Regions from separate parts of the Rattus norvegicus genome. Here region 2 is linked to region 1. Evidence: chromatin contacts called from public Hi-C data. All regions are on one chromosome and are shown on one strand. Each heading gives the region's core, a stretch centred on a gene start, on an enhancer-like site or on the middle of the called end of the contact. The rest is flanking DNA. Distances are from core to core; before and after follow the strand shown.

Region 1 (2,986 bases), core at 175-2,674:
GGCCCTGTTATTCTGGATTTCATTCTGTAGACCAGGCTAGTCTCAAACTCGGAGATCTGCCTGCCTCTGCCTCCCTAGTGCTGGGCTAAAGTCATGTTTTTTTTTTTAAAGATTTATTTATTTCTTGTATGTGAGTACACTGTACTGTCGCTGTCCTCAGACACACCAGAAGAGGGCGTCAGATCCCATTACGGATGGTTGTGAGCCACCATGTGGTTGCTGGGAATTGAACTCAGGACCTCTGGAAGAGCAGTCAGTGCTCTTAACCTCTGAGCCATCCCTCCAGCCCCTAAAGTCATGTTTTTTAATGGGTGTTATGAGTACCTGAGTGTAGTGTACCATGAGCATATAGGAGCCCATGGTGCCAGAAGGTGTCAGGTCCCCTGAAACTGGAGTAATAGGCAGCTCTGAGCCACCCCATGAGTCCTAGAACCAAACCCAAGTTCTTTGTGAGACTAGTAAGCGTAACTGCTAGGCCATCTCTTCTGTCCTACTTGGGGTTTCTTGTTTGTTTATTGAGACGGGGTCTCTCTGTATAGCCTTGGCTAGAGCTTGCAGAGATCTGCTTTAGCCTCCAAGCGCTGAAATTACAGGTGTGTGCTACCAGGACTAGTTTCAAACTGTTTTTCTTAAAGGCTCTGTCAGTCCTTCGTTCCATTCTTATGGTGTCACAGGTCACTTGACTTAAGCTAAATCAATGGAGATTTTTGGTTCGAAAAATTAGAAATATATCAGGAAAAGAATGCACGTCTCATTTTACTTTCTAAATACTACCCCTTCAGTGACCTGGACTCCAGTTGCCCACTTTGGAACCTCGACCTGGAAATTCTTATTAATCATCTCTTCACCCTGGATTCACCAAAACGTCACAGGCTCAAGAAAACAGGGCTATCCCCGTGACTGACAATCATAACAGCTATAATAGCCACATTGCCTACGGAAGCCTTAGATCAGGACAAACCAAGGTACAGCAGGATGGAGATCCTGAGGTGTAGGAGGAAGGAGCTAAGTACCCCTCGGGGGCCATGCCGGGCACAAGTTTCAGTCACTACAAGATACAGACGAACAGCGCCTCCTGGCCAAGAAAAAAAAGGGGGGGGAGGGGGGCCAACAGGCATCGCGGATCTTAGCAAAACAGGCGACTCCAGGAGCAGCTACAGTACGAGATCCGGACGCCAGCCACAGTACGAGATCCCGACGCTCAACTTACTTGCCCACTGACGCGCACAGGGCGCGTCCTACGCAGCCGCAATGGGAGGACCCGCGCGTGCGCGAGGAGGGCGGGGTTGAGCCGGACCTCGCGCAAGCGCGCGCTAGGCAAAGCGTTTGGCGGGTTTTTCCTGGCTGTAGCATTCGGAAGCAAGTTTTCTCTCCGGATCGAGACCTCTCGAGGGTTGTTGAAGTATTTCTCTGTGACCTGGTGGTTGGGGTCGTCTGAGGGCTTAGGCCAGGTGGTCTTGTGACCGGTCCCTGTCACCTTCCCACAAAGTGAAAGAATAAGCCTCTGCCGGGCAGATTTGAGCTGAAGTCGGAGCCCTGCGGCAGGCTCCCGGCATGGCCGTGTCCACCCAGCAGCTGGCGGAGGAGCTACAGATCTTCGGCCTGGACTGCGAGGACTCCCTGCTGGAGAAATGTGAGTCCCGACCCGAGGGGATCGCTTCCAAGTTACATATGCTCATGGGGTACCGCTTGGGTCCTGACGAAACAACAGGTGACATTGCCAATAGGAGGCACTGGAAACGTTTGCAGCTCACACCTAGTCATCTGTCGCTCAATGACTTTTCTCATCAGAGTTGTTTTTTTTTAAAGACAGAGTTTCTCTGTAACCCCAGAACTCATTATGTAGACTACTGTGCTGGCCTTGAACTCACAGAGATTGCCTGCCTCTGCTTCCCGAGTTGTTGGGATTAAAGATATGCACCACCATTCCGGTTCATCAGAGTTTTTAGTGGACTGTGCAAGTAGGGATCCCTTTAGGTGGACACCCTCACACAGACATACATGCAGGAAAAACACTAATGCACACAAAGTAATAACGAATAAATTATTTTTTAAAAAAGAAATTGAAATATTTTGAAGACTCTGTCCCTTGGTGCTGGAGAGATGGTCCCCGTGGTTAAGAGCACTTACTGCTCTTCCAGAGGACCAACATTCACTTCCTTGCTCCCAAGGGATCTGCAACTCCCATTCCAGAGGATCCTGTGCCCTCTTCTGGCCACCTCAGGCAGTGCATGCATGTTGTGCACTTAAATACAAGCAAAATACCCATGCATATAAAATAAAGTTTCGGTGTCTTTAGTCCCTATGAGGCTATGAAGTGTGTTCCTGATTTTTGTTGTGGCTGCTGTTGACAGCCGAAGGCAGGTCCACCGCAACTGGCAGGGGTATGTCTTCTGCTTAAAGTGCTTTGTTGATCCCACACCTGAATTCTCCCCTTCCTGATTACAGCAGGCCTCTTCAGAAGGGTACTTGATATCTTAAGTTTTCTTAAGTCCTTTCTGTAGCTTTTTTGTCCTCCCAAATTTAGCAACCTGCTGTTACTGGGATAACTGATGGCCTTTGTCTTGCCAAAGTCGGGGATAAATCCTAGTTCTTATTTTGAATCTGCCACAGTTCGTCGTCTTCTCTTCGATAAAACCTGTTCTTTTAAAGTTAGGTTTACTTATGTGAATGACTGTTTGTCTGGAATATACAAGTGCACCGTGTGAAGGCAGAGCCCTCAAAAGCCAGAGGAGGGAGTAGGATCCTCTGCAACTAGCGACTGCGACTCCTGTGCTGTCAGAAGCACATTCTTGCTGTAGATTCGCTGCCACCACTCCTGGGTTTCCTTGGGGTGGGTTTGCACCCACCGTTTCTCAGCCTTTGACGGCCATTTTCATGTTTGTGTGAGTGGCCAGGACTCAGAACCAGACCCCTTCCTGCTAGATGAATGTCACTGTGGTACCACACTCAGTCTTCCCGGTCACGCCTTCACTTATATATCGAG
Region 2 (2,986 bases), core at 278-2,777, 290 kb before region 1:
GTGAAGAGCTGAGAGGGGGGCTTAAGTGAAGTGCCTGTGCTGTGTGTGTGTGTTTGGGGGGGGGGGTAGAAAACACCCAGTGTCCTGGATACCCCCCCCCCCCACACACACAAAAGGAACAGGAGTGGACTGGGAAGGCATTCTGGCTGAAAGCAAAAAGGGGGAGCCCAGATGCTGGATATTTTTCTGAGCAGCCTAAGAAGCCGAGGTTAGATTGCTGCTATAACAGGCCATGAGAAGATGGCACCATCTCTTCAACCCACATTTGTTCCCAAAGGCATGGCTCACCTCTAGCTCTGAGTGAAGCTGCAGACCCAGAGGCCAGCCAGAGTAGAGAAAGCCCTGCCACATGCCCATTCTACTTCTCTGGAGCTAGAAGGATGACCCCATACCAACCCTAAGCTGGTACCTCTAATTGGTGGCTCCATGGCTACTCCCCAGTCATCAGCTGTGACTCAGTGGCCCTCACTTGCCAGTCCATTCTCCTTTCCAACTCCATACCCTAGGCCTCAGATCTCCTAAGCATCATCTCCCAGCTCCTCCTCCCATCCCCCACTCCCAGCTAGCCCGAAGCTAAACCTCTACATCTTTCCTGGAGGGCTGCCCTCCAGGTGGAGATCCCAGAGACCAAGTCCCTCCCTAAACCCAAGGTAGGCCCCTCCCACTCTCCCAAAAGCAGGAAGTAGAAAGCTGCAACAGTCACACGAGGAGTGGATCAACACAGTAGGCAGTGACGCTGTTGTTGACATCCACATCCGGGGGAGATCTCCTCCCCTTATGCACAGGATCATCGGGGTGAGGAGGTCAGCACATATCTTTCCACAGGTGCCCCTGGAAGGGGTCTTAACACCCTCAAAGCCTCCCCTGAACCACCCTAGTTCCAACTCACTGCCCAGCTCTCCACGTTTCTCTGCCCCCCTCCCAAACTCTCGGGAATCCCCTTACCCAACCAGCTCCCCCAAACTCCGCATGATGATGGTGACATTCTTTTGATAAGTGACATCTCACTTCCTAATGTGTCCCTCCCCTAGAGAGGTGAAGACAGGGACTCCTAGCTTCTGGCTAAGAGGTGAAGGACCAGCCAGGGGGCCTGGCGAAGGCTGTCGGGGACCCACTGGTCTCTCCAAGCACAGTGTCTGTCCTCCAGCCCAAATCTTCCGCGAGGACCCTTTGGTGGCCCGTGCTCCCTCTCTCCGCACAATCCCGCCTCTGCTGTGCCTCCTCACCCAGGTTTCCAGGTGAATATCCCGCAGGACAACGCTGCCCTTGTACAGATCCAGGCTGAGCTGGTCCAGGCTGAGGTGCTCCTGAAAGAAGTGACCCAAGTAGTGCTGTAGCAGGTAGCGGCAGACACGCTCTTTCACACAGTTCGACCATGGCCACAGCCATCGTGACATCTCGGGGACCGCCGGGCCCGGGCCGCTTCCGCTGGCCGACAGCCGGCGATCTCCGTCCGGCTGCGCTGTTCACTAGAGCCCCCGGTTCGCCCCGCCGCTTCTCTCAGCGCCAGGCCGCGCCCCCGGACGCCCAACCACGCCCCCACGCTCACTGCCATTGGTCATTGAGAAGGGCGAGGCCCACTGATTGGCCGTGGGAGGCGGAGCCTTAAGGAGCGAAAAAGGGACTGGACTCTTTGCGAGATGAAAAGCTCCCAATCGTAGTTTACGCTTGCGCATAAATTCTGAGTGGGAGGACCTTTAACCTCCTTGTTACAAGCTGCGGGAAGGCTGTAACCGTAGGGCGACAGTCGGGCCAGGAAGAGTGCGCATGTGCCGATTTGTCCACCTTCTTTAGCTGATTGGGAAGAATTTAAAGGAACAGCGACCCACCTAACTTTGTAGACCGCTAATCAGAGGAGTAAAGTCAGTGCGAGTTTTGCAGACTGCATTTTGGCAACAAATACACATCTGCATTTTATAAACATTTTTTTTTGTGACAAGCTTTTCTGTATTCTGGCTGTTCTGAAACTCACTCTGTAGACCAGGCTGGCCTCAAACTCATCTTCCTCTGCCTCCCTAGTGATGGAATTTAAGGTTTGCATGCACTACCACGCCCAGCCCGATAAAACTTTTTTTTTTCCGGAGCTGGGGACCGAACCCAGGGCCTTGCGCTTGCTAGGCAAGCGCTCTACCACTGAGCTAAATCCCCAACCCTATAAACTTTTTTAGCCGTTTATCTTATCCATTCTTATTAACTCCCTAAGAGGCACTATTTGTTTCCACTTTTTCTTTTCCTTCCTTTCTTTCTTTCTTTCCTTCTTTCCTTCTTCTTCTTCTTCTTCTTCTTCTTCTTCTTCTTCTTCTTCTTCTTCTTCTTCTTCTTCTTCTTCTTCTTCTTCTTCTTCTTCTCCTCCTCCTCCTCCTCCTCCTCCTCCTCCTCCTCCTCCTCCTCCTCCTCCTCCTCCTCCTCCTCCTTCTTCCTCCTCCTTCTTCTTTTTTTTGTTTTTCCGAGACAAAGTTTCTCTGTGTAGTGCTGGCTGTCTTGGAATTCTCTGTAGACTAAGCTATCCTTGAATTGAGAGATGCATCTGCCTTTGCTTCTAAAAGCTGGGATTGAAGACAGATGTGTTCTCTCTCTCTCTCTCTCTCTCTCTCTCTCTCTCTCTCTCTCACATGAACTCGGGCTCGGACACACACACACACACACACACACACACACACACACACACATTTCTCTCCTTTTTAAAATTTCTGTCAGGTCCCCTTTTCCCAAAGTCTGGCATTTAGATCAAAGCCAGGATTCCCTTGGGGACATACACCAGACCAGTGAGTTCCAGACTAGCCTATAGTCTACAAAGCGAATTTCAGAACAGCAAGGTTACACAGAGAAACCTGTCCTGCGTTAGTGGGGGGATAGTTCCTACTTGCTAAGAGGAGCCATTCTCCTTATTTCTGGCAAAGACTTATGTCTTTCATCAAGTCTTTGGTGCCTATTGTCTGTCTGTCAAGGTATATGCTAACCTCTTGGGCTCCCTCAGTCCCTACTC

Evidence for each region. A called contact is a pair of places that touch in the nucleus more often than the background predicts.
Region 2: a Hi-C map of the A7r5 cell line shows a contact between it and region 1, with 2.3 times the contacts expected there. The contact joins the promoter of Atg2a here to the promoter of Pola2 in region 1. A contact is called at or near these places in 3 of 12 Hi-C or Micro-C datasets (the A7r5 cell line, kidney and mammary epithelial cells).

The regions. Positions count from the first base shown.
Region 1 is chr1:212,678,980-212,681,965 of GRCr8, reverse strand. It overlaps Pola2 (DNA polymerase alpha 2, accessory subunit), which reads left to right and starts at 1,424. Exons shown (of 18, transcript NM_053480.2): 1 at 1,424-1,633. The coding sequence starts at 1,555.
Region 2 is chr1:212,970,363-212,973,348 of GRCr8, reverse strand. Atg2a (autophagy related 2A) reads right to left here and starts at 1,527. Exons shown (of 40, transcript NM_001109545.1): 1 at 1,227-1,527. The coding sequence starts at 1,397.